Regions from separate parts of the Mus musculus genome. Here all the other regions are linked to region 1. A link is a contact called in public promoter capture Hi-C and targeted proximity ligation data. All regions are on one chromosome and are shown on one strand. The core of a region is the stretch at or near the end of the contact, and the rest is flanking DNA. Distances in the headings are between cores, read along the strand shown.

Region 1 (6,077 bases), core at 1,026-3,525:
GGTTAGAGATTTACTGAAACATGCTTACACCTGAACGCCTTGACAACACAGATCCTTAAAGGCTGCACTATTAACAGAGTGTAGCAATTCTTTCCATAAAGAATTTCAAAATGTTTGATACATTCCCAAGGATGTTAAAAACTGGGTAAGTGATTGTTGTAACCCATGACATTCTGAACTGTGTCAATTAGGCCATTCTGGCCTGTGTCATAGTATGATATTGTATGTGTGTGTAAGCAGAACTAGTAATGGCTAAAACTATAAGGATTTACACATAATTTCCAAACATTAGTGAAGAAAAATGGGAATTAGAAAATCTGGAAGAACAAATGAAGTGGGGTGGATTGTGTCTGGATATGAAGTATAGGTGACTAGGAACAGGATAAAGAGATTACATTTGTACTCCTTTGCTTTCTTCATTAGATGTTTGAACTATGTTAGTTTGTCAGTCTTAAATCACTGAGGGAGTGGTATAAGTCTTTTTTTTTTTTTTTTTTTTTTTTTTTTGGTTTTTCAAGACAGGGTTTCTCTGTATAGCCCTGTCTGTCCTGGAACTCACTTTGTAGACCACGATGGCCTCGAACTCAGAAATCCACCTGCCTCTGCCTCCCGAGTGCTGGGATTAAAGACCTGCGCCACCACGCCCGGGTGGTACAAGTCTTTAATCCCAGCACTCAGGAGACAGGAGCAGGTGGATCTCTGACTTTTTTGTCTGTTGTTTTTGTTTGGTTTTTCAAGACAGGATTTCTTTGTGTTGTCTTGGCTGCCCTGGAACTAGCTCTGTAGACTATGCTGGCCTTGAGCATACAGAGAGCTGCCTGCCTCTGCCTTCCCAAAATGCTGGGATTAAAGGTGAGCCATTACTGTCTGATGGGATCTCTTGAGTTTTAGGCCAGCCAGGAGTACATAGTGAGATTCTACACCTTCCCCCCCCCCCCCCCCCCCCCCGCCACACACACAGAGGGCGGGGGAGGGGGGGGAGAGAGAGAGAGACTGAAACACCATCCTCTAATTCCTCTGTTGGCACAGAGTGCTACCAGTCTCAGGTTTATGAGAGCATCTGTATGTATCCACTTTGACAAGACTGGAGTCCAGATGGGCAATCCCTGCTGAGGGCTCTACTTCCTGGGACATGGTATCCAGTTTTATGACAAGATACCAAGTGACAGGGCCATTGTTGAGAAGACCCTATTCACCTTATTTGGGGAGACAGGCACTGGCAAGAGGCAAGGGCTCAGAGCAGTGTTTGTAGAATTGGAACTCAGTCACGGATGAAGATCACACTAACGCCTACTGTCAGTTCTTCTGTTGTGAGGTGTCCACCAGAGAGGACTGTTCAGACATGGGTTTAAGCCAATGGAAAGCTCGATTAGCCGGCCATTGACGACACCGGATGTTCGGGATCCCAGTGTAGCAGTGAGCCTCTTGCAGGATGACCTTTATACACAAAAATTATGTTTTGGGTTGACACACTAAAGTTAGCAAGAACAGGTAGCCAGAAGCAGACGTCCAAGAGCTAAAAAGCAAGTACATTTACAGACTTCCCCGGAGCTATGGACTTTGATGGATTCAGCCTTTGTTTTACTTTGGCAGTGGTGCTGTCTGTGTGCTGAGTTTTACAGCCTTAACGGCACTTCATCATAGATTCAGGTGAGCTAAGGTCTCAGGGCCTTCTAAGATCTGGGGCTCTGCTACATTTCTATCTCGAGTAGCTCATCACAGGCGAGGAAGATGCTATGCTGCCAGTAACTATTCCCATAGCCATGACATCCTGAGCAAGGAGGTCACTGATGTCATTGTGGAGTGAATTTACAAGACGAGCGACCAGCTCACAAACCTTCAGGGCTTGCTTCTCAGTTTTCTGAAGGTTTGATTGGAAACACTGACTCTGGTTCATCTCCCAGCTAATGGAATGTCTTCTGATTCTGCAACTTGGACTTTTCCCTGAAGCACTCTTAATTGTGCCTTCATGGGTGCTTAAAGGGAATCCACTTAGAAAACGAGTTTCAAGGGCTAACTTAAGACCTTGCCTTTTTGAGTTTCTAAAGTTAAAACATTCAAAATCAATTCCTGAAAACCCACTTTTTCTTTCTCTTGCCCTTCCTTTCCAGCCTCAGAGCCCGTCCCACTCCAGCGGGCCAGATTCGTGGCCCCGCCCACTGGCTCTCATTGGTGCCTGCTGCTCTAGCACCGCCCCCAGCAAAGGAGCTCCTCCTCCAGCTGGCCCTAGACCCCGCCCTCTAAGCGTATTCGGACGTCAGCGCGTCGTAGCGGAAGCCCGGCAGCGAATGAACGCGGGCGGCCGCGGCCTTAGCCTGGTCGTCGGCGCGTGCGCGGGTCCCGAAACCCTGGCGGAGCGCAGCGCGAATGGAGGCCTGAGGGCGGCGGGGGCGGGGCGTGCCGCGAGCGGGGGCCTCGGCCGCGGCCGGCGCCGTCTAGAGGAGGCCCGGCCGTTCGCCACCACGCACTCGGGAGCCGGGAAGCGCAGGCGGGTCACGCCGTGGGCCGCGGCGGCGATGCAGCGACGACAGCGCGCTCCGCCCGCGTCTCAACCGGCCCAGGACGGCGGGCGAAGCGAGGACGTGGAGGTGCAGTTCTCCGCCGGGCGTTTGGGCTCGGCCGCGCCTGCGGGGCCCCCGGCGCGCGGCACCGCCGAGGACGAGGAGCGGCTGGAGCGCGAGCACTTCTGGAAGGTCATCAACGCGTTCCGCTACTACGGGTAAGGCGCGCCCGCCCGCCCGCACGCCGCAGTCTCGGGGCCCGCCTCGTGGCTGGTTCGCGGAGCCCGCGGTCACCTGCGCGCGGGCGGTCCCGTGGGGCTGCCTCCCACCTCACCCGGAGCCGCCGGAGCGAGTGTGCACTTTTTGTAGAGAACTGAACGGTGCTGCCGAGTGGCTCTGACCGGATGGTGGAGGGAGGAAGAGATCCCGGAGTTGCAAAATGTGCATCTTGGTAAGGAAAAAAGAGAGCGGGCACCGGAGCCGGCTTTATGTTCTTGTGGTCTGCGAGTAAGTACGGAATTCCTCTCGTGGGCTAGGCATGGTTGTGGGACTCTTCTGTAGGCTCTCCATTCGTATCGCAGCTTCCTAACTTCTACATATGGTCTGGATAGGTGTTCAGATAGCCCAATGAGAATGCCCAAGTACAGATCTGTTCGCGTCTTCGTGCACCCGGGGTTTTGGGCAAGGAGAGTTAGTACATTTATATCCGTAAGCGACACAGTCCACTGTGTTCTGAACCTGTGGTTAGAACCAGAGAGATGAGCGTGACCTCGTGTGCGGATCAAACCAACCTAGGTGGTACTCTGTTGCTATTTGTATTACAGTTGTTTATATATGTAACTCTTTGCCCAGGTCTGACTCCCATCGAGGGCAAGGACGAACCTTACTTTTATGGCACTGTGTTTGGCAATGCTGTTGAAGCTCTATTTTAAAAATAAAACATAGTGGCAAAAGAGGACACTCCCCCAACAGCCCTAATCAGTCTTGCGCGGTGGTTCTATTACTTTGTTACTGTTTTGAATTGAACAGTTATTTAGGATCTGATGGTTACAGAGTGTCAGGTATGGCAGGTGTGTGGAACCCAAGGCCTCAAGCTCTCAAGTTCTAGGCTCACAGGCAGTTCTTGAGTCAAAGACTTCGATGAAATAATTTCCTAATTGAACTCAGAAGTAGAGGGTATTTTCTGATAGTGCCACATTTTACTGTTGCAAAACATAGATTCTGGGAAACACCTTGGCATATAGTAGTAGGCTCGGTTAAACATATGTAATTATATTCAGTTTTAATATATTTGGAGCCTGAGATTCTATTATTAGTTATTGGATGGGCCATTGGTCTAGGGTAGAGGCCGTTTGACCTGGTCTTGAGTACTGCAGTATAGAAAAGGCTGCTTGCTGTGTGCATTTTCTAATTGTGACATGGTTCCCTGTGCTTTCGTCTCTCTCTACCCATTGAATATGAGATTGGGGGACTTTTCACCAAAATTTTTCTTTACTTATATAATGTCTCTGAGAAACACGCCAAATCTCTGGAAAAAGTAGTGTAGCCTATATGGCAAGCATTATGTTGCTTTCCAGCATTTTTGATAGTCTGGCTTTGAAGTGTCTCTACTGCAGACACTAGTCACGTTTAAACATAAATTAAACGAAAGTTAGAATTGAATTGCACAGCCTCACTAGCATGTTTAAAGTGCTCCACCTGTTGCTAGTGTGTCATATTGGAGTGTGTGGACAGAAGTCCTTTCATCACATGAAAGCCTGCCAGCCCTGTTCTGGACTCCTAGCACATTTTATAGGGCTTACTTTTACCACTAAATGTTACAGTGAACTGAAGACTGTAAAGATCATAGGGGGAGAAATGCCTTTTGGCTCCTGAGGGGGTACCAAAGCCATCCTTTAAAAGCAGGGTGCCATCCAAGTTTCTTTCTTTTGCCAAGGATAAAGTTCTTAGGCAGTGAAGTCTTTATAGATGTTCACCTCCATACACATGAGCATAATATAAGCAAAAGGGCTTGGATGGCCGCTCTACAAGGAGGTTACAAATGATCAGACAGCTAGTGGGCTGTAGCTTATAGTTGCGATAATAGTAGAGTTAGCTCCAATTCTAGCATTGTAAGAGACTATGCTTTCAGTTCTGGGGAAATGCCCACCCGTCACTATCTTTTGTTAGTTTGTTTTCTTTGTTGTGTGGTTCTAGAGTGCACTTAAGCACATGCTGTACCACACCCTGCCCAAACCCTTTAAGAGTTTCCCAGTGTGTCTTGTTTCTGGCAGCTTTGGAGACCACAGATCCCTGGGGGTTAAGGAATGTGCCTCCCCTCCCTCACCCAGCGACCCACCTATCAGCTGTACCAGCAAATACAGCTTCACCAGCCCCACTCCCCTGCCGCCAGGATGGCACTTGGTCTCTTTGAACAACAAAAGCAGAAGCATGCCTAGCATTGTTTCTTGTTCTTATTGAAACGCAGAGATTTGAAAAGGGTAAAGGATGAAGTTGTGCCCAGGAGAATTGCTGGCTGGGCAGGGGAGGGTTGGGAGACCTTAGGTGAAGGCTGCATGCGTCTATAGCAGTATTCCTAGGTCACACCTCTCTAGTGCTTTTTAGCCATAATGGGGCTTGTCCACCGCGGGGCTGAGAAGGGTCATTTGGAGATGATAGCTCTCTGGTGTCAGTATTAGCTGTTTAGGAAGGGGATGCATGTTACTGAAAGTCTGTTTGAGGTTCAGTGAGAAGATTGTAGAGCAGCCATTGCCTAGGAACACTAGGAAGAAAGCTCTGTAATAAGACTGAGCTGCTCACAGTGAGCTTTAAACACTTGCCACTCCGCTGTTCGCCTAACTTTACTAAGCAAACTTTAGAACTAAATATAAATTGGTTAAAAAAAAAAAAAAACTTCCAAAAATCGTTTTGTATTTATCCTTTCAAGCCCAATAATACGACTTTTGAAAATTTGTGCCCCCTCTCCTTTTTTCTAATATATGCCCTCAGTCATTTATGTGTAAGGAATAAAGGCTATATATATTTGGCTCATGGTGTTAAAGGGTAGGAAGTTGAAGGCTGTGGAGCACATTTGGTGAAGTTCTTACTAGTGGAGAAAGTCCATGGAGTCTTTTTTTTTTCCCTTGGAGTCTTGAGGTGGTGTAAGACATCACGTGGTAGAGGACTTGTGCCTCCTTCCGGTTTTTTGTTTTTGTTTGTGTTTGTGTTTTCAAGGCCACAATCCCACCAGGTTAGGGTGCTGCCTTTCAGGTACCATTTCACTTTTAATATTTCCCGAAAGCCCTACCTTCAGAGACCATCATTGACTTAACATTTCTACCTACTTTATACCGCACAATAAGGATTAAGGTTTTTTTTTAACATTTATTTATTATTATATCTAAGTACACTGTAGCTGTCTTTAAACACACCAGAAGAGGGCATCAGATCTCATTACAGATGGTTGTAAGCCACTATGTGGTTTCTGGGATTTGAACTCAGGACCTTCAGAAGAGCAGTCGGTGCTCTTAACCACTGAGCCATCTCTCCAGCACCAGGATTAAATTTTAATGTGCATTTTTGTGGCCTCTTTCAAAC
Region 2 (6,077 bases), core at 2,497-4,996, 3.0 Mb after region 1:
AACTGCCTTGATTACACAATGGGTTCTAGGCCAGGCTAGTATACAGACTACAAATGTACATAAAACTGTTAACAGTGACTACGCCTGAACTGTAGGCTTGAGAAAAGTAATCTTTATGTTCTATAAACTTGTTACAATGCTTTCAAAAACTATGCATTTCTTATAATTAATTGATCTAATTAATTTTCTTAGGGCCTGAGCAACTTTGAATCCACATAGATGACCACATGATTATGCTTGGCTCACACTTGTATTTCTCTCTCCCTTCATGCTTAGTTGGTTTTTGAGACAGGGTCACTCTCCATATCCCTGGCTGCTCTGGAACTCAGTATCTAGGCTACAAACTGATCCACAATCATGCCATTCACTTAATGAAAAGACAAAAATCTACTCAGTCCGTTGTGTCTGATAATGGTCTCTGAAACTCGCCACTCACCCATTTCTCCATGTCCCCCCATACATCACAGTGCCCTCTAGAAAGGCCGAATGGGTCTAGACAAGCCACTTGTATCTCTCTTTTGTTTTGTTTTTCAAGACAGGCTTACTCTGTGTAACCCTGGCTGTCCTGGAACTCACTCTGTAGACTAGAGTGGCCTTGAACTCAGAGAGTTGCCTGCCTATGCCTCCCAAGTGCTAGGATTAAAGGCACGCGCCACCACCTCCTGGCATGTCTCTATTTCTTAAGATTTTTTTTTAAATGATCCTTACAACCATCTTGACTGGAAAGTTAAGAGCAGAGATAGTAGTAACCCAGAATTGTAGAGTAAAAATGACAGAACAAGTATGGGTGGGGTCTCTCTTCTACTACAGCAGTCACATGAACTTCTGGAGAGATGACCAAAGGTATAAAAAAACAGTTCTCCCTGGGTCCAGTTCAGCGAACCAATGAATTACAATTTCTTACCAAAAAATGGGCTATTTCCAGGAACAAGGACAAATGCTGTATGGCTACCCCACTGAAGAAAATGACTGTATCAACATCCATCCATCAACCATAGATAGCTTACGCATACACTTGAGGGGAGATGATGCCTTTTAAGGTCCTACCTACTCCATGACAGACCATTACTAGGCCCAATCTTATGCAGGTGTCTCACAGGTAATCACAGGTGCCAAGGGTTCAACAGGTCACTAACCATGGCATGACCAGATGACAATGTTCCACACCACCAGTTGTGTTTCATTACATACCATCTCCTCTCCAGAAAGGAAGCGAAGACCACAAAGGCAGGCCTCTTTTCAGTAAGCTCAGAAAGTGGCAGGTTACAGAGTTTGGTATGCACCACTTGACTGTTAGGTAGTCCTCCTATCAAGCTGGAAGGTCCTGCGTATGCTAACCCTGTTGGCCATTGGGAAGACTAGAGCAAGCTTCTTTCCTCTTTCCTCAAAAATATATTCAAATGAGAGAAAAGAACCACTTTATTTACATAAGCATCCTAACAAAACATCTATTGTAGCTAGGCATGGTCAGAAGACTGAGGCAGGAGAATTACTCCAAGTATAGCCTAGTCTACATAGTGAGACCCTGTCTCAAAAGATTAAAACCAGGTAGAGGTGAAGTGGGGAGAGGGGAACGTTCTCTAACTCTCCATTTTTATCTGTCCAGTCTTAAATTTAAAAACTGTCTTTAGAATAGAGAGCTGAGACAACCTGGGGCCCCAGTTTCCTTCCTCTGGGGAAAGGTCTAATTAGTGTATCTCACAATTATATTTAAGTATGGTCTAGTCTTACTTTCAAGGCTCTCCACAGATTTTAAGATGGCTACAGAGCAGTGGGAGGAAATTATACTTTACTATTCCCACTGCTGTTCGGGCCAAATTGTGGATTAATCCATTTTCTTTACCAACTTCTCTCCATAATATTTTTCTAAAATACAGGAAAAGCAGGTTTATGGACGAGTGTCTGCTAATGTGGTCTGAGGGCCCTGCTTAAACTATTTTTTTTTATTCTTCACTGAACTGCCTTTCCCTTTAGCAACTTCTATTGAAATTTGTAATTACAGATCCATCTGCTGACTGACTGTCCATATTACTCAGACAATTACAAGCTCCGTAAAGGCAGAATCAATAGTTTTGAACACTGTCTACCAGGGGTCTAGAACCCTGCACGTGAAAGGTATTTATTAAATATCTGAGAAACAATGAAAGAGAAAGACAGAGTACAAGTTACTATGGATTGCCTTTTTAATGTTTTAAACGTAATCACCTGCTGACCACCTGTTATGTCCCAGACTAGTTACTCTTCTGTTAGCTTCCGAATAATCCTATCAGATTTCTTATCTGAGGCTAAAGGTCACAGAAATTACTAAATTACTTCAAGGAACAAACTTAGGAAATTTGAGCTCTTGTTTCTGTAAATATTAACTTTATCTGATGTAAGCTGGCCTCCAGGACGACTAAAGGCCTTTATCCGCTCCCCATTCAGTTATGGGGAAGGGGATCGCTATTCACAGAATCACTAGTCATACATATCTCAAGTAACAAACAGTCTGAGTTTTCTTCCACTTTACACAGGTCCTGCTAAGTTAATTGTATAGACAGCAAGCAACCATTTTTACACAAGCCAAAACGTTTGCTCCAACACAAAACTGAAATAACATCTTGTTGATAAGGACAGTGACGCTAAGATCGTACTCCCTACAAACTTATGGGTTTGGGAGTTCTCGGAAAAACAGTCGCTGCAAAGAGACACTCGGACGAGTGCCTTCATTTCATTTTCTTATTGCGGGGGCGTGATCCAGGTGGGAGCATCCAAGGCGTCAATCGCCCCATCGGTACCTTAGGTTGGATGAATTTAAGCTGCCCTATCCAGTCTCGGCGCCACTACTGAGATGTGCTGACCATCAGATAGATTCACGGAACAGAGCCAAGCCAAAGAAAGGGCGTGGGAAGAATATTTGAGACACGATTGCACTGCAGCCAAGACTAACTGGGCTGCAGTCCACGCTCGCCAACTCCTCTCCTTTCCTCTCTCTGTCCCCTTTCCTCTCTCTGTCACTTTTTTTTCCCCTGGGATGGCAGTCAGAACAACAGGCAAGGGCCTACCTTGGTCTGAACACTCTTATCAAACTTGTCATTTTTGAAGGTGAACGTATTCTGGTGCTTCTGAGGCCGGGACCGAGTCACGTTGCCTTTCTGGGAACTCATCACCAAAATCTCAAGCACTGTAAATCGGTGCAGCCTTTAAGTTACAGGAAAGAGTAAAGACGTTCCCGCCCCAGATTGAGACTAAGGACAGTGACCCGGAAGAAGTTCTTCTACTCTTTCCGTCCCAGCCCCAGGTCGGCCCACGTGACTCATTAGGGAGGTCACGCTCGGCTCTGCCTTGCCGCACATCCTCGACTACCGGCTTCACGGAAAGCCTTCCTCGGACCCAAGGTGCAAGTCCGGCTTTCTTCGAATCTAGAACTCCCCCATTGGCTCGAACGCGGCTGTCCATCACGGCGGAGGGACGGAGATTCCCCGTTCCTATTGGCTCTTCTTTTCCGCAATCCCCGCCTCCTGCCGAACGCTCCCAACCTGTCTCCCGGCTCCGTAGCGTAGCGACTCCGCTGCGCAGTTTGTGATTGGTGGAAGGTGGGCGAGGCCGGTGCCCTGATCGCCTGCAGCCCGGAGCCCGGGTCAGCTTCGGCGCCCTCCTCCAGTCACTGAGCAGCTCGAACCGGGCCGCTCGCCCCCCCGCCCCCCGCCGCCCTCCCAGCTCCCGCCCGCCGCGGCCGCGCGCTCCGCCGCCTGGCGGCCTTCGGAGGTGCCAAGGAAGGCGGGCTGCGGAGAAGGCAGCACCGGCCCTGCGCTGCGGACGGCGACCACGGCCGCGCGGGACCTCGGGCCGGAGAGCCCCGGCGGCGGCCGCCCCTCGCGGCGGAGCCGTTAGTCAGCAGAACGCGAACGCGCGTGGAGGGGCCCCACGAAGCGCGCCCGGGCACCGCAGCTCTCTTTCGCGTCCTCGCCGGGCCGGGCCGCGGGCGCAGAGTCGGCGGGCGGCGCCCCGCGGAGGACAGCGCGTTGGCGGCCGCGGCCGCCCAGCTGCAGGTGCGTGGGGCTGGGCTGCTGGGCCGTCGGGGGGTCGCCGCTCTGAGCTGGGGACCAGGCCGGGTGGCTTCGGAGCGGAGCTACCGAGCGGAGAGCCGTGCGTCCCGGGCCTCCTCGCCCGCAGGGAGGACCGCAAGATGGGGTCGGGCCGCCGCTCCCCTCCCTGGATCTGGGCCACTTCGGGCCCTCGCTCTCGGCTCGGTGTCCGGGTCCCGCCAGCCTCGATTTTAGATGGAGTCCGCCCGGAGCTTGAGCTGGGTATCCCGCTCCGCTTGTCGCGGGAGCTGCTTTCCATGGCTTGAACTTGTATCATCTCTGATTGAGAACTCAAGGAGGGAGAGGTTGGATTTGAATTGAAAGTTGGAGAGTTCTGTTTGAAATTGTATTTAATATTAAACCAGGAAAGTTGTGTCAAATTATAGTGTGTGGAGGACGTTCGGAGAGTTTAACCTCCCTCCGCTTCTGTTGAAAGAAAGAAAGAAAGAAAGAAAGAAAGAAAGAAAGAAAGAAAGAAAGAAAGAAAGAAAGAAAGAGAGAGAGAGAAAGAAGAAAACGTTCAGAGCCTTAATCTTGGTGATTTTTCTGTCAAAAGCAGGATATTTAGTTTCATCAGTGCTGCTCTGATTTAAGGCAATGTGAAGCAGATTTGGTAAGGATTAGAATAACGGGGCCCCGCGGAAAGGGTGACCTTTAATTTTTTTCTGATAGTTTATGAAAGGTATTCCATTCCTTGTGCAGTATATACTGCTTGATCCCTAGGATTTACATTTTTCAAACCTTCAGCGTATAAAGAGAATTTTGGACATCTTGGGGCAGTACCTAAAACTACTAAGTCTTGAGTAGAATTAATTAGGTGCGGTTTGTGATTGACATATTTGTTTACATTAACGGGGATTTTCAATCAACACTTATTTTAGAGAATGTGTGTCCATATACTTGGCGCATGGATTCAGTTGGGTAATAAATCTACTCGTAGCCAATGCAGTATTTTGAATATCACCATTGTTATCGGTGCCGGTGTCTTACCAATGGAAAACGGAGAAGGCGAAGGTGTTGGAAGTTGAAAATGGATACAATATCTGCTATGCCTTCGTTACTGTTTCAGATCTTGGAGGAAATTAGTAGCGCCTTCACCGTATTTTGACCTCTCTCTCTTCTCCTACTCTAGTATTAATAAGGTTAATTGGCAAGGATAGGATTAGATTTTCAGTAGGCTAGGAAGCTTTAAATTTGTCCCTTGGTGTACAATACACTGGTTAATAAGTGGTTTGTTTACTTGAGTACCATCGCTCATTTTGCATTGTGATAAAACGACAGCTGAAAAAGCAGGCTCTTGCCCACCCCAACGCATAGACTTACCGTAAAGTACTGGGACAAGATAATGTTTTAGTAGCTTAATAAACTCAGTAGTCCACAGTCTATCACTGAATTGATCTACAACCCCAGGCATGCGGTTCTTGGCTGAATCCGTGTCCACATTCATAATCCAGAACTATTAAAATGTGCCACTTGTTGCTCTTGCAGAGGACCTCTGTTCCCTTCGTAGGACCCACATGGTGGTTCATAACCATTGCTAACTCCTGTTCCAGGGCACCTGACACCCTCATTCATCTGATCTCCATGGACACCAGGTCTGGTGCATATAATATGCATGGAGACAAAACATTCATACATATAAAACAAAATCTAAATCTCTCATTTAAAATTGTCCCACCGGCTGAGTTTTTAGAGGTGCTTATTAATTGATAAACGTGTTTGCGTGTGTCAGTATTGGTGTGTAGCAGTGTCCACAAGGAAATTTAGGTTTCCTGACTTTGTTGGTTTATTTCACTGCCACTCTAAAGTGATTTCTCTTGTAAGTCTCAAAATAATGTCTCCCTTTCCTACCCTGTTAGGAATCCTTCACTACTTGGCCTTGTCTACCCCAGCCTTGTGTGTGTGTGTGGGGGGGGGGGGGGGTTGGCTTTCTGGCTTTTACATATTAAGTAAATAAAAACAAGAGAAATTAATTACTTAAATAGCCTTAAGTTAGACAGTAAGAACTGA
Region 3 (6,077 bases), core at 2,010-4,509, 2.7 Mb before region 1:
GGCAGCCTTTGAAGGGCCATGGGGACTTACCGATGTGACATTAATTGGGAAACCAATTACTCACATAAATTTCTCTTACTAAATCAAATAAGCAGTATCAATTCCCCTATAGTGCAATGGAAACCGGAAGCTAGAGATGTAGCTCAGTGGTATAAAATGTGTTGGGCACACTGGGGACCCTTGGTTCAATCCCCAACACCAAAAGAAAGGAAATCAGGAGAGACCAAGGAAAGGAAGGAGTCAGAAGTAGAAGGAAGGGTGGAGAGAGAAATAGAACATATGACATAGGTTCTCCTTATCTAAACCAGGAAATTAAAAAAAGAAAAAACTATTATAACTACAAGGGGGGGGGCTCAGTATGCCTAAATAAGAATGTCAATTATGTTGAATGTAGCTTAGACAAGAAATGGATCCTGGCGGGTAAATAAAAGATATCCATAATAAAGAAAGGTTCAGGCCGGGTGTGGGGGTGCATGCCTTTAGGCCCAGCACTCAGAGGACAGACGCAGATGGATCTCTGTGAGTTCAAGGCCAGCCTGGTCTATGAGAGTTCTAGGACAGCCAGAGTGCTGTAAAGAGACCCTGTCTCAAAACAAAGACAGAAAAATAAATAAATGCTCTAAAATTAAACACCAAGTGCAAAAGACACTGTGAGACGCTCGCTGTGAGAAAGAATCTAATTGGTAGATGCCATCGAGACACTAGTTAAGGCCCAGTGTGCTGACAGGAGCCTTTATCCCAGCACTTGGGAAGCAGAAGTAAGCAGATATCTGAGTTTGAAGGTAGCTTGGTCTAAATAATTAGTAACAGGTCAGCCAGGGTTATATAATGAGACCTTATCTCAAACAAACAAGAAGAGATACCATTTAAGAACTGTCGTAGATAGGAGTTCGGTAACTTAAACCTGTAGAAGACTGACAAGGGTACAAATCCTATCCTGCTAATCTAGCTTAAAAAGAGAGAGAGGTAGAGAGAAAGAGAGAACAAGATATCATTAAATTTTATGTTGAAACTGCACTGGCCATGTGTGTGTGTAATATATGTTTATCTCAATATGTATGTGTATATATATATATAGTGTGTGTGTATATATATACAATTTGAGTAAATTTTAGTTTATACATTCATATTCTAAAAGAAACACCTGCAACAAAAACAGAATCTTAGTTTTTTATATATGTAGGAGTATGATACACACACACACACACATATATATAAATCAAAAACATTCAAGTTAAATTTCAGTGAACACATCCCTATTAAAAGAAGCACCTGGGACAGAGTCTTGGGTTTTGTGCGTTCAACAGGATTAAACAGGACCTGCCTCAGCAAACAGCAAGCAGGAGCTCTACCAGATCCCGTCCCCCTACTATCTGAAACCATCTTTGAACTTATTTTCAGTCTTTTTTTTAATTTATCTTAGTATTCATTTATTTGTACATCTACCCTCTGAAGCCAGAAGACCTCCGATACCCTGGAGCTTAAGATTTACAAGAGGTTTACTCCAGCAGTGAATTTTTCCAAGTGCCTTCCTTTAAATGATGGCCGGAGAAGTCATGGAAGAGATGGCTCAGCTGGGACAAGCACAGACTGCTCTTCCAGGAGTTGCAGTTGGAGCTCCAGAGCCCACATCAGCTAGCTCACAACCACCTCTAAGTCACTTCCTCAGGCACTTGACCCATGCGCGTACACACACCCACACACAGACACACCCATACATGAATTTTGAAAGCTTCGAAACTAAATCAAGAAGGCTTACTACATTGAAGTTAATCGCACATGCCTGTAATTCCTACATGCTGACTATTTTTGTCAACTTGACACTGTGGGCGGTGCCACCCCCGGGCTGGTGATCCTGAGTGCTATAAAGACTGAGAAAGCCACGGAGAGCAGGCCAGAAAGCAGCGCCCCTCCATGGCCTCTGCGTCAGCTCCTGCCTCCAGGTCCCTGTCCTCATTGCTTTTGATAATGAACTGTTATAGGGAACTGTGAGTGAAATAAACCCTTCCTTCCACTAGTTGCTTTTGGCCACAGTGTTTCATCACAGCAATAGTAACCCTAAGTAAGACACTGCTCTCTTGGGAGGTGGAGGCAGGAATAGTTCAAAACCAGCGTGCGGTACAAAGTAAATTCTAGGCTAGCCTGTACTGAGAGACACTGCCTTACCTAACCTGGCAAAAACAAAACAAAACAAACAAACAAACAAACAAACAAAAAACCCAGAGCTTTCCAAAACAGAGAGGGATGGGGGTGGGGGAGATCTCCCAGAAGGTCCCACAGTTCTACCAAAGACCGTCATGTAAGATGAACTGCAATGGCTGCAGAAAAAGCCCTGTTCTCAGCTTGTGTCGCTGTCCCTACAAAAGAAAGGCGTCTTTCCCTCTCTCACACTATCCTGTTTCTACCCCAACAGAGACCGTGGTGTCCCGGGGAGATCGCCAGGGTTCAACAAAAGATAATTGTACAATTCTTGGCCATGCCTGCGAGCTGTGGCAAGCGGTTACCAGATAGCAGCTTGGACAGCTGGTCCATGGGCTCCCGGCCACGAGAGGCATCTCATTCCGCACAGCTGGGGTGCGGGAGGAACCCGTGCAGGATGGGACGGGATGACACACCGATCAAGTGAATGGAACTTGGCCAAACAGACCAAAGCCTTTCAGAGTCTGAGGAGACAGGCAGGTTTCCAGGAGAAAGGCTTAAGGGCTGGGTGGGTTCGGTGGAGGCGAAGAGGGAGAAGCCGGCAGCTTTCAATTTCCGAGTTCTGAGGACTATGCTCCCAGCGCCCGGAGCTTAGCCTGCGCTCCCCGGAAGGAAACGTGCCGCCCCGACCGCCCATTCATTCACACTCCTACGCTCGCCTGTGCACGCGGGAGCCGCAGAGGCCACGCCACCAGGAGGCCGGCTGGAAGTGAACGCCCGCGTCTGTGCACAGGAGCGCATTTCGGCCTCAGCAACTATCTCTCCACGGCGGCATCCCTGCTCACCGCTGTCTGTATCTCAACACCCGCATCCCGACGCCCCACATCCCGATGCCCGCACTCCGACCAAACCCCAGCCACCTTACCGAGTGTGGCAGCTTGGCAGGCCCGGGCCCAAAGTTAACCACTTGCTTGGTGGCTTCCATGGTGCTAAGGCGACAGCAGGGGAAGTGGCAGGAGCAGAGACCACGCGAACAGCCCGCGTCTCCGGATGCAAAGGCAGAGCGGGCTTCAGCCTGCTGAGTCGGCGCTCCATTGGTTCGCTGTCTCAGGCCGCTCACTGATTGGCTCTCGCTCAGAAGCTCCCCTCCCTATTGGCCACGCTCACTATCGGAGTCTACGATCAATCAACTCCTCCTGGAGTTTAGAATTTCAATCGGCTTTAGCGGTCAACGCAAGAGAGCAGGGGATTGCACCAGCCACCCGCGTGGCGAGGTGCCTTCTGCCTTCGCGCACCTCTGGGCGCAGAGTCCCCTGCCCTGGCCTCTGAACAACTTCGAGGTGGCGCGCAAACCCATTGCTCCTGGCCCACCTCCAGCTGAGCTGGGCTATGCTGCATTTGTCCCAGAGCCAGTCCCCACTGTTCACCGGACTTTCCTAAGACCCTCACAGACACTCCGACGTAGAGACAGGACACTCAAAGAAGGAGGTGCAGCGTGTAGAAATGGTTGAAGAGTGCGGTCATAGGATTGTGACCTGGTGCACCTGATAATCCCAGCAGGGTAAATCAGGAGGATAGCTACGTGGAGGCCAGCCACACTACGTGGAGGGTCCCTGTCTCAAAAATCACATACGAAGCCTTTGTATTTGCACTTGCGCTCTAGCTCACTGCCCCACGGGTGGCTACGAACTTTGGGGGCAGCCCCACCCCACCCCTACCGCCACCCCCACCCTCATCGCGGACAGCCTCTTTCAAGTCGCTGAGTCTCTGTTCTCTCATTATCTCTTTCATGAACTGAGGAGCAGGAACCTGAATGTTGGCTCTTGTGCAGGAGGTCCTCAAGTTGTGAGGAGGTATTAACGGGAGCACAATATAGTCAGGGCCGGAGGAATGTGGCCCTGAGCCGAGCTGGGCACAGTGCCACATCTGTTCAAACTTTTCCACACAAGTTCCCTTTTCAAAGGAGTTGTGCTGGAGGCTCGCTTGAGATTCTGGAACAAGAAGGCCCCTTCTATGCTAGGGTAGTTCTTTTGAAGTCCAGAACATTTTAAAAGCATTTTTCCCTCTACTTTGCAGTTTCACCCAGATTCCTTTACTATGAAAACATTTTCCCAAGTTCTTTTGTACAATGGATGGCAGGAATAGGCACCGTGCCTACTGAGCGTTAATGCTGATCTCCGCATCTGTGGCCTCAGTTTGACAGGCGTGCAATTCAGCCTTTGAGCATTTGGGCTCTTGTTTGTTTCCCATAACCTGTAGAAGGGGTGTGGCTGTGAACAGAAACACTGCTTTGAGTCTGGGAGTAGTAGAGCAAAATTGTTAGAAAAGGCCGAATAAAGCCAGGTCCACGGCCTTCTTCAGCACCTTAGTTTAAAAACTTACATAGCTGGAGATAGGCGGTGTCTTACTGGGGAGGTAGAAGTAGAGGTAAGCCTTAAGTTCAAGGCCAGCCTGATCTACAGAGCAAATTCCAGGACAGCCAGGACTATACAAAGGAACTTGGTAAACTTTATTCACCTGATTTAACTGTTGTCTGGAGCTTAACTTAGGCCTAGTCCTGGAAGCTTCTGGCCTCTGTATAATCTAATCTAGACCCATAAAATTTTCAGCCTCTGAGATTTACTGCTCAATACGCTCACATTTTCTGGCTCTTTCCAAATTCTTGTTGGCTGGTTCAACTCCGCTGTTCTGGCTCAAAACTCCTCTTCAAGCCAGGTGATTCTATCTTGTTTCTTTCTCAAGCTCTCCTGAAATTCTCTGCTTGGCCTCATACTAACTTGGCAACCTACTCTAATCTCCTGGCTCCTCGTTCCCTGGCTTGTTCTGTCTTTACCTGTATCTAGCTTGTTTTCTCTTCAACCTGTCACTGTACAACTGTCCCAATAAGACTGCCTCCTTTCTCTCTCCCTCCCAGTCCCTCTCCTCTCCTCTCCTCTCCTCTCCTCTCCTCTCCTCTCCTCTCCTCTCCTCTCCTCTCCTCTCCTCTCCTCTCCTCTCCTCTCTGCTCTCTTTAGTAGCTTTCTTTCCTCTCCTTGTAAGAGTTGAACATATGGAGCCGGGCGTGGTGGCGCACGCCTTTAATCCCAGCACTCGGGAGGCAGAGGCAGGCGGATTTCTGAGTTCAAGGCCAGCCTGGTCCACAAAGTGAGCTCCAGGACAGCCAGAGCTATAAAGAGAAACCCTGTCTCGAAAAACCAAAAAAAAAAAAAAAAAAAAAAAAAAAAAGAGTTGAACATATTCTCCTCTGTCAAATCTTTCTCTGATTCATCACTTTGTCTGCCACTCAGCACTTTCAAACATGGCTGCTTCCTTCTATAAACCAGCTTTTAGTTTTAATTTTACTTTACTTTTTGGTTTGCTAACTTTTAGTTTTAACTTTACTCCCTTCCTTGTTTTGGGATTAAAAGTGTATACTAAGGGATGAACCACACCACACTGGAAACAAGTTATTTCAGTAAATAATACAAACTCCGGGGTTCACAGTGAGATCCAATATCCTGCAACAACTTGGTCTTTAAAAACAAGAAAAGAAGGGCTGGAGAGATGGCTCAGTGGTTAAGAGCACTGACTGCTCTTCCAAGGTCCTGAGTTCAATTCCCAGCAATCACATGGTAGCTCACAACCATCTGTGCTGGGATCTGATGTCCTCTTCTGATGTGTCTGAAGAGAGTGACAGTTTACTCACATACATAAAACAAATAAATCTTAAACAACAATAAAAACAAGAAAAGAAAAGAATTTTGAAAAGAGGAAAAGAAAATTGCATAAATGAACAGTTTCATTCCCAGGCCTTAAACCAGATAAATAGATTCAACAATACCCACTGTTTTATGTAATATAGTGGTTTTAAACAATCAGAGAGAGAGAGTGTGTGTGAGTTAATCTACTAGAACAGTGTTTGCTTTCTCTGAGCTCTAAACCCAAGTCCAGTCCCAGAG
Region 4 (6,077 bases), core at 1,727-4,226, 2.7 Mb before region 1:
CATAAGAGAAAGGAGTAGACTGTGTGTACAAAGGGGTCCAAGCCTGACACCTGCTGGACAGTATAAATGCTGCAGGTGTGAAAAGAGGCTGAACCAAGTCCACTAGAGTTGGCTTTTATAACACATGTGATGAGGACCAAAGCTACCAATAATGATGCTTAGAAAAACTTGCCTCAATGTTGGACCAATTACCAATTAGACAAAGGGATGACCAGAGAGGCACCTAAACCACACAGGTTAGGAAAAGCACCCCTTCCAGCAGGTCTGGCGAGAGTGTAAAGGAGGCACAAACTGCAGTTAGTAGGTGCTGGTTCTGTGCTAAGTGAGACCATCTACACAGAGGGAAACTGAGTTCAAGACAGCAAAGCCAGCCAGGAGCTTCTTCAATAGTACAGTCAAAACAGCTGAGAGAGAGAAACAAGTCGTGTCTAGGAGGCTAACACCCACAGCCTATACCCACTGGATATGAGACATGGAAATATTGCAAAGAATGCCTTATGCTAGACATAAAATACTAGCATGATCAGGTAGGCCTGCCTTGACTCTAAGTCATCTTCTTTCATCGTTCCTTAAATCTGGGCCATTACTATGGCAGTCAAGGGCCAGACTTTCAAATCTGCCCCTAGCAAATCTAGCTCATCACACCTTCCCTTTCCAATAGTAACTTGCAGACACTTAGCACACACAACACGCTTTAACCAAAGAATCCACAACAGGCTTGTTTCAATGGATTTTATATGTGTGAGAATTTAAATTTAAAATATGAAACTCTGGCCTTAGGTTGCCTACAACACAGGTTTTCCTTACATGATACCACTCTTAAAAATAAAAAAGCAAAGGGGTGGGGGGGGGGGAGAGAAAGGAAAGAAGGAAGAAAGGAGGAAAGAGAAAGAGATAGAGAAGGAAATTAGGAACTGAGATGACCAGACTGATAAAGGTACTTGCAGGAAAAAATGTTGAGGACCCAAACTTGGATGGCCAGCAAAGTAAAAGCCTATATGTAATCTGTGAAGGAACAAAAGATGATCCCTAGGGCAAACTAGCTAGCCAGACAAAGGAATCAGTGAGTCCCCTGGGGGGGGGGGCGGGGCAGGAAGGGGAGAAGAACCTGCCTGAGTAAACAAATGGGAAAGCTGAAAGACATTCAGGGCCAACCTCTAGACTCTATGCACACAACGTGTGTATGTGTACACATGCCACGTACACGTGTGTGCACACACATGCCACATACATATAAACACACAAACAACTATTTGCAAATCTAAAAATAAAACGGAGTGTGAAAAATCAGCTGGAAGGATGGCCCAGTAGTTAAGGGCATTTGCTGCACTGGAGTTCCGTGATCCCAGAACCCACATAAACCAGGCGTCAGGAGCAGGACTTCTAACTCCAGCATGGAAGGGGCGGAGTCAAGAGAGCAGTTGGGGCTTATTGGCTTCCAGCCAAACTAAGAAAACAGACCCTGTCTCTCTCAAAAAATAAATAAATAAAATAAAATAAAAAATAAATTTAAAAAATGGGTGAAGAGCCATCAAAGGACACCCAACACCCCTTTCTTGTTTCTGAGTGTGCACATACGCCAATACTAAGATACACAAACACACAAATATGCAAATCAGTAAGGAACATATATATTGGATGGTAATTTTTTTTTTTTGGCTTCTGGGCGGGTGTTCATGAATGACCATAGAAGCACCACAAAGACTTGGCTGGGAGTTACAAAAATTCAAATGAAAGGAACTTGTAAATACGTTATCTGCAAATAACCAGAGTCAACTGTTTTACAACGGGTTCGTCAAAAATAATAGTTCCAGTCGGGCAGTGGTGGCGCACGCCTTCAATCCCAGCACTCGAGAGGCAGAGGCAGGCCAGACTCTGAGTTCAAGGCCAGCCTGGTCTACAGAGTGAGTTCCAAGATAGCCAGGGCTACACAGAGAAACCCTGTCTCTCAAATAAATAAATAAATAAATAAATAAATAAATAAATAAATAAATAAATAAATAAATAAAAGAAACAAATAATAATAGTCCCTTGGGCTGGAGAGATGGCTCAATGGTTGGACATACTTGCTGCTCTTGCAAAGGATGCGAGTTCGGTTCCCAGCATCCATATGGTGGTTCACATATGGACTCCGACCTCTTACCCCCTTTTCTGTACTCCGCAGGCACTGCACACACATAGTGCACATACACACGCGAAGGCAAAACCCTCAAATATTTTTCTAAAAATCAAAAAAGACGTCCCTGATTATTTTTTTGTTATACATTTTTTTCTTTCCATCTTTAACCTTCTCCTTTTCTGTATTAAACTTGCAATTACGAATGAAGGGAGATTGTACATTTAAACCCCTAAAAGAAGAGAGGGCAGGGACCATTTGCTAAATTATCACGCATATTCCCCTCGGGGTGCAGAGTTGGTCATCCTCGCTGTAATAAGGGGCAGTGTCGAGTTCTACTCCCTAGCTTGACTACTCCAGACAACGGACCGAGGCGGCAACCTGCAAGGGAGGCGGCGGCAAAAACTCCTTTGTGGCTAGGTGGAGGCCGCTTCGCAGGCTGATCCTGCACCGGGCTCCCACTTCTCCGACCAAACCCTCGCACCTCCGGACCGCAGAACTGTTTCCCCGAGCCACGGCTGGAAGGAGCTCTTGATGGCCACCAGCGGCAGGTCGCGGTTCACCCTGAGCGTGCTGAGCAGCGGTGCCCAGTCCACCGCGCGCAGCCGGTCGGCATTGAAGTCCAGCACGCCGTCCCGCAGGCAGGCGCGCACGGCGGGCAGCGGCACGGAGTCCTGCAGCGCGCACAGGTACTCGTAGTGCGAGAAGAAGTCGGCCGCGCAGTCGCGCCGGAGCTTCACCGAGTCGATCATGACCGGCAACCCCGGGGACCTCCACCAGCCGCCCCGCGCCGCCTCCCGCCACGCCTCGGGCGGTTAGCGCCCGCTCTGGGAGCCGCCGCCGCCGTTCTAGTCACCGGCGAGCTCCCGCGGGCGACGTGCGCATGCGTCGGCGCGCTCGCTGTGCGTCAGAGCGCGGGCCACGCCCACCCGGGCTCGCTACGTCCAACGCGCCATCAGCTGGAGGCGAGTAGATGCTCTGCAGTGAGCGCGCCTCTGGGTACCAAAAGTGAGGTGCAATGGAGTGACGACCTGAGAACCGGGCTTGACCTGAGAACTGAGAAGCGGGTTTAGCCTCGAGAAGACTGTTAGAAGCGCTCAACTGTTTATGCTTCCTCACCGAGAGAAGTCACAAGAAGAATTTCCCAACACGTATGCAAACCAGGTGGCTTCCTTCCTCTCTTCTTTGGGTTAGGCAAAGCTAGAGTTTAGCTTAGTATCCTCCATTGATGGTGGATATTTCTCTCCCTCTCTATCTCTCTATGTGTTGTTTGAGACAACGTTTCTCTGTATAACAGTCCTGGCTGTCCTGGAACTCACTTTGTAGACTAGGTTGGCCTCGAACTCTTACTAGTTTTCAATGTTAGTACTCTAAATAAACTCGAAGACGACTCCTGTATCACAGAGAGACCATAATTTCATTACGGTTTTATTATTAATGATTTTAACAGAGTTAGTAACATTGAGCATAATAGCTATGGAAAGTGAACTTGGGATTCACTCAGCAGTGGTTAAGTTGAGCTATTTTATTCCCTATGTCATGTTATTTAGTTATGCATTAAAATGAATTACTTTGAGCAGAAACAAAGTGAACTCTGGGTAATAAATACATCAGTCTGTTTTATTCTTTTTAAGGATTTATTTATGGGTACGTGCCTGTATGCTATCTGTGTGCAAGTGTCCAGAGTGACCAGAAGAAGGCATCAGATCCTCTGGAACTGGTGTTACAGGTGGTAGTGAGCCAGTCAGTGTAGGTGCTGGGAACCAGACTCAGAGCCTCTGAAAGAAGAGCTGTCTCTAGCCACCATTTCAGTTACATTTGTAAAAGATTTGCTTATATTTTTATTCAGTGTGTGTGTGTGTGTGTGTGAGTGACACGTGTACACAGTGCTTAGGGATATCAGAAAGGGGCGTCAGATGCCTTGGACCTGAAGTTATAGGCATTTGAGACATTTGTGACCCACCCACCATAGGTGCTGGGAATGGAACCCAGTCCTCTGGAAGGGCAGTTAAGTGCACCTAAGTGCTAAGCCATTTCTCTGAAATACTTTAAAGCACATTTATAAATTCCTGAGGTATGAGTTTGATTTTCTGTTTATAAGGCATACTATATTCAAGAGACATTATGAATGACAGGCTAAATGTCCACAGTTAAGTCTTTTGTGTCCTCATTCACTTCTTTTAAAACATAAGTTTGTTGTTTTTAGTCTGTCATTGGTAACTGCGAAGTGTTCTCGTAAATGGAAGGCTCTATTCTGGCTTTTGTTTCTTTTGGATGGATGATGAAGATTGTGGCTAACACTGATAACTAGTACTTTTTATTTCTGTAGCATTGTTTATTTATTTTATTTTATTTTATTTTATTTTACTTTGATACAGTGTCTTGCTACGTAGCCTGGCCTCTTCTGGACTTCGTCATCTTCTTTCAGCTTCCTGAGTGCTGGGATTATAGGAAGGAGCCACTACATTCAGCCAGTCAGTTTAAATAGAGTTCCACCTTTCCCCGTAAGAAATATACTGTTACATATCTGCTTTACAGATGTGCAAAGTGATGAATTGTGCAGTTAGCATAAATCCTGAGAACTAGCCAGATGTCCTGAACTTGTATCCAGTCTCTAGAACAATGACAGTCTCCAATCAAGCTTTAGACACTGTGTTCATAACATTCCTCTCCCACTAACTGAGTTCTACAACCTTTTTTCAACACTACAGACACCACCCACTCCACTAAGATTTCCTAGCTATGGACAGTGAGTTTTTTGTACAATATTTAAAGTAAAATAGTGAGTTAGTTTACCCACCACCTAGCTTGGGAGGAAACATCACCATTTCTGTTGGGAGCCTTGTGGAGCCATTCTCTCTATCACAACTACGGTCTTCTTCCACACCGAGACAACTGTGTCACCAAGCCTTCTGTGCCTCTCTGCAGTGGGTGTCTTAATAGTTCTGCCATTTGTACATGGCCCTCTAGCAAATTTTTCCTAGTTACTGTTCTTTTTGCTAGGTTCGTCCATGTTGATACATGGTGGAGAATTTTGTATAATTCATTTATTTTCTTAATGTAGCTGTCCATCATTTTCTTAAACCTTCCTCTCCCTGTCCTTGTTGAAGTTAATTTTTTGTGTTCTGCCAGTCCCTTTTCAGTCTCTCTCATCTTTCTGCTTGTCCATCCTAAGTGGAAAGCCAGAGAGTTCTCAGATCTGTGTCCTTTAGCTTAGCAGTTAGATGCTTTCATCATTGGAATACCTCTTGTCTTGTTTCTTGCTGCACTTCTTCCTGACTTCTCTGAACACAAAGCATTGCTGGAAGTTTCCAATAGTCTTTCCTGCACCTTTAATTTTTTTCAAATCTTATTTTTAATGATGGTTCTTAAATGCTTTAACCTTCCATGTAACCCACCACCCACCAGATACAGGGTGAAATAGAAAGGGTACGGGGGACCTAGACCTGTTTAGAAAGGTTCTTTGAAGCAATTCCTGTCTGTTTTTCTTGGAAATCAGCAGTTCAGTTCACAGGTTAGCAGGCAGTGACAGCTTGATCTACTCACAAACACTTCACGGATACACCAGCAGTCCAATTCAGTAGAGTCCGGTTAGCAATAGTGGTGACATAACCTAGCCGAGACAGCCAGGCCTCAGCCTTGACTGAAGTCAGCAGGAGGGACCTGGAGGGAGACCAGAAGTTCTCAACTGTGTCTCTTGGAGAAGTGAAGATCAGTGAAGATGGGAGACCCACAAGCGTTGCACAAAGGCTGTGCCAGCCAACCAAACTCTGTCTCTCACTCTGTGGAGTCCTATTTATACCCTCCAAACATCACATGTCCTCCACGTGTCTTGCCTCAGCATGGGTCTTGCCTTAGAGTCATTGGAAGTGGCAACAAACTACAGCACACCACTGGAAGTTTTTTGGTGTGTTTCTCTCTATGGATTTCTGATAAATGCAGCTCAACTCTGCAACATAAG

What was found. Promoter capture Hi-C pulls out the DNA fragments that hold promoters and counts their contacts. Capture Hi-C pulls out chosen DNA fragments and counts their contacts.
Region 2: a targeted proximity ligation map of embryonic stem cells shows a contact between it and region 1, with 4 times the contacts expected there. A contact is called at or near these places in 5 of 39 promoter capture datasets (the 3T3-L1 cell line, the C10 cell line, hippocampal neurons and 2 more), 1 of 484 Hi-C or Micro-C datasets (B cells), 3 of 130 datasets of targeted methods (astrocytes, embryonic stem cells and large pre-B cells) and 1 of 9 other capture datasets (liver).
Region 3: a promoter capture Hi-C map of liver shows a contact between it and region 1, with 3 times the contacts expected there. A contact is called at or near these places in 1 of 39 promoter capture datasets (hippocampal neurons), 2 of 130 datasets of targeted methods (astrocytes and embryonic stem cells) and 2 of 9 other capture datasets (adipose tissue and liver).
Region 4: a contact with region 1 is called in a promoter capture Hi-C map of the 3T3-L1 cell line, with 4 times the contacts expected there. A contact is called at or near these places in 2 of 39 promoter capture datasets (the 3T3-L1 cell line and hippocampal neurons).

What each region holds. Positions count from the first base shown.
Region 1 is chr19:18,668,484-18,674,560 of GRCm38.p6, forward strand. It overlaps Carnmt1 (carnosine N-methyltransferase 1), which reads left to right and starts at 2,276. Exons shown (of 8, transcript NM_026120.5): 1 at 2,276-2,719. The coding sequence starts at 2,517.
Region 2 is chr19:21,649,563-21,655,639 of GRCm38.p6, forward strand. It overlaps Abhd17b (abhydrolase domain containing 17B), which reads left to right and starts at 3,747. Exons shown (of 4, transcript NM_146096.3): 1 at 3,747-4,031. 1110059E24Rik (RIKEN cDNA 1110059E24 gene) reads right to left here and starts at 3,229. Exons shown (of 4, transcript NM_025423.2): 1 at 3,045-3,229. The coding sequence starts at 3,146.
Region 3 is chr19:15,921,800-15,927,876 of GRCm38.p6, forward strand. It overlaps Psat1 (phosphoserine aminotransferase 1), which reads right to left and starts at 3,260. Exons shown (of 9, transcript NM_177420.2): 1 at 3,065-3,260. The coding sequence starts at 3,124.
Region 4 is chr19:15,982,013-15,988,089 of GRCm38.p6, forward strand. Cep78 (centrosomal protein 78) reads right to left here and starts at 2,977. Exons shown (of 15, transcript NM_198019.2): 1 at 2,601-2,977. The coding sequence starts at 2,868. It overlaps C130060C02Rik (RIKEN cDNA C130060C02 gene), which reads left to right and starts at 3,063. Exons shown (of 3, transcript NR_045355.1): 1 at 3,063-3,280; 2 at 4,495-4,620.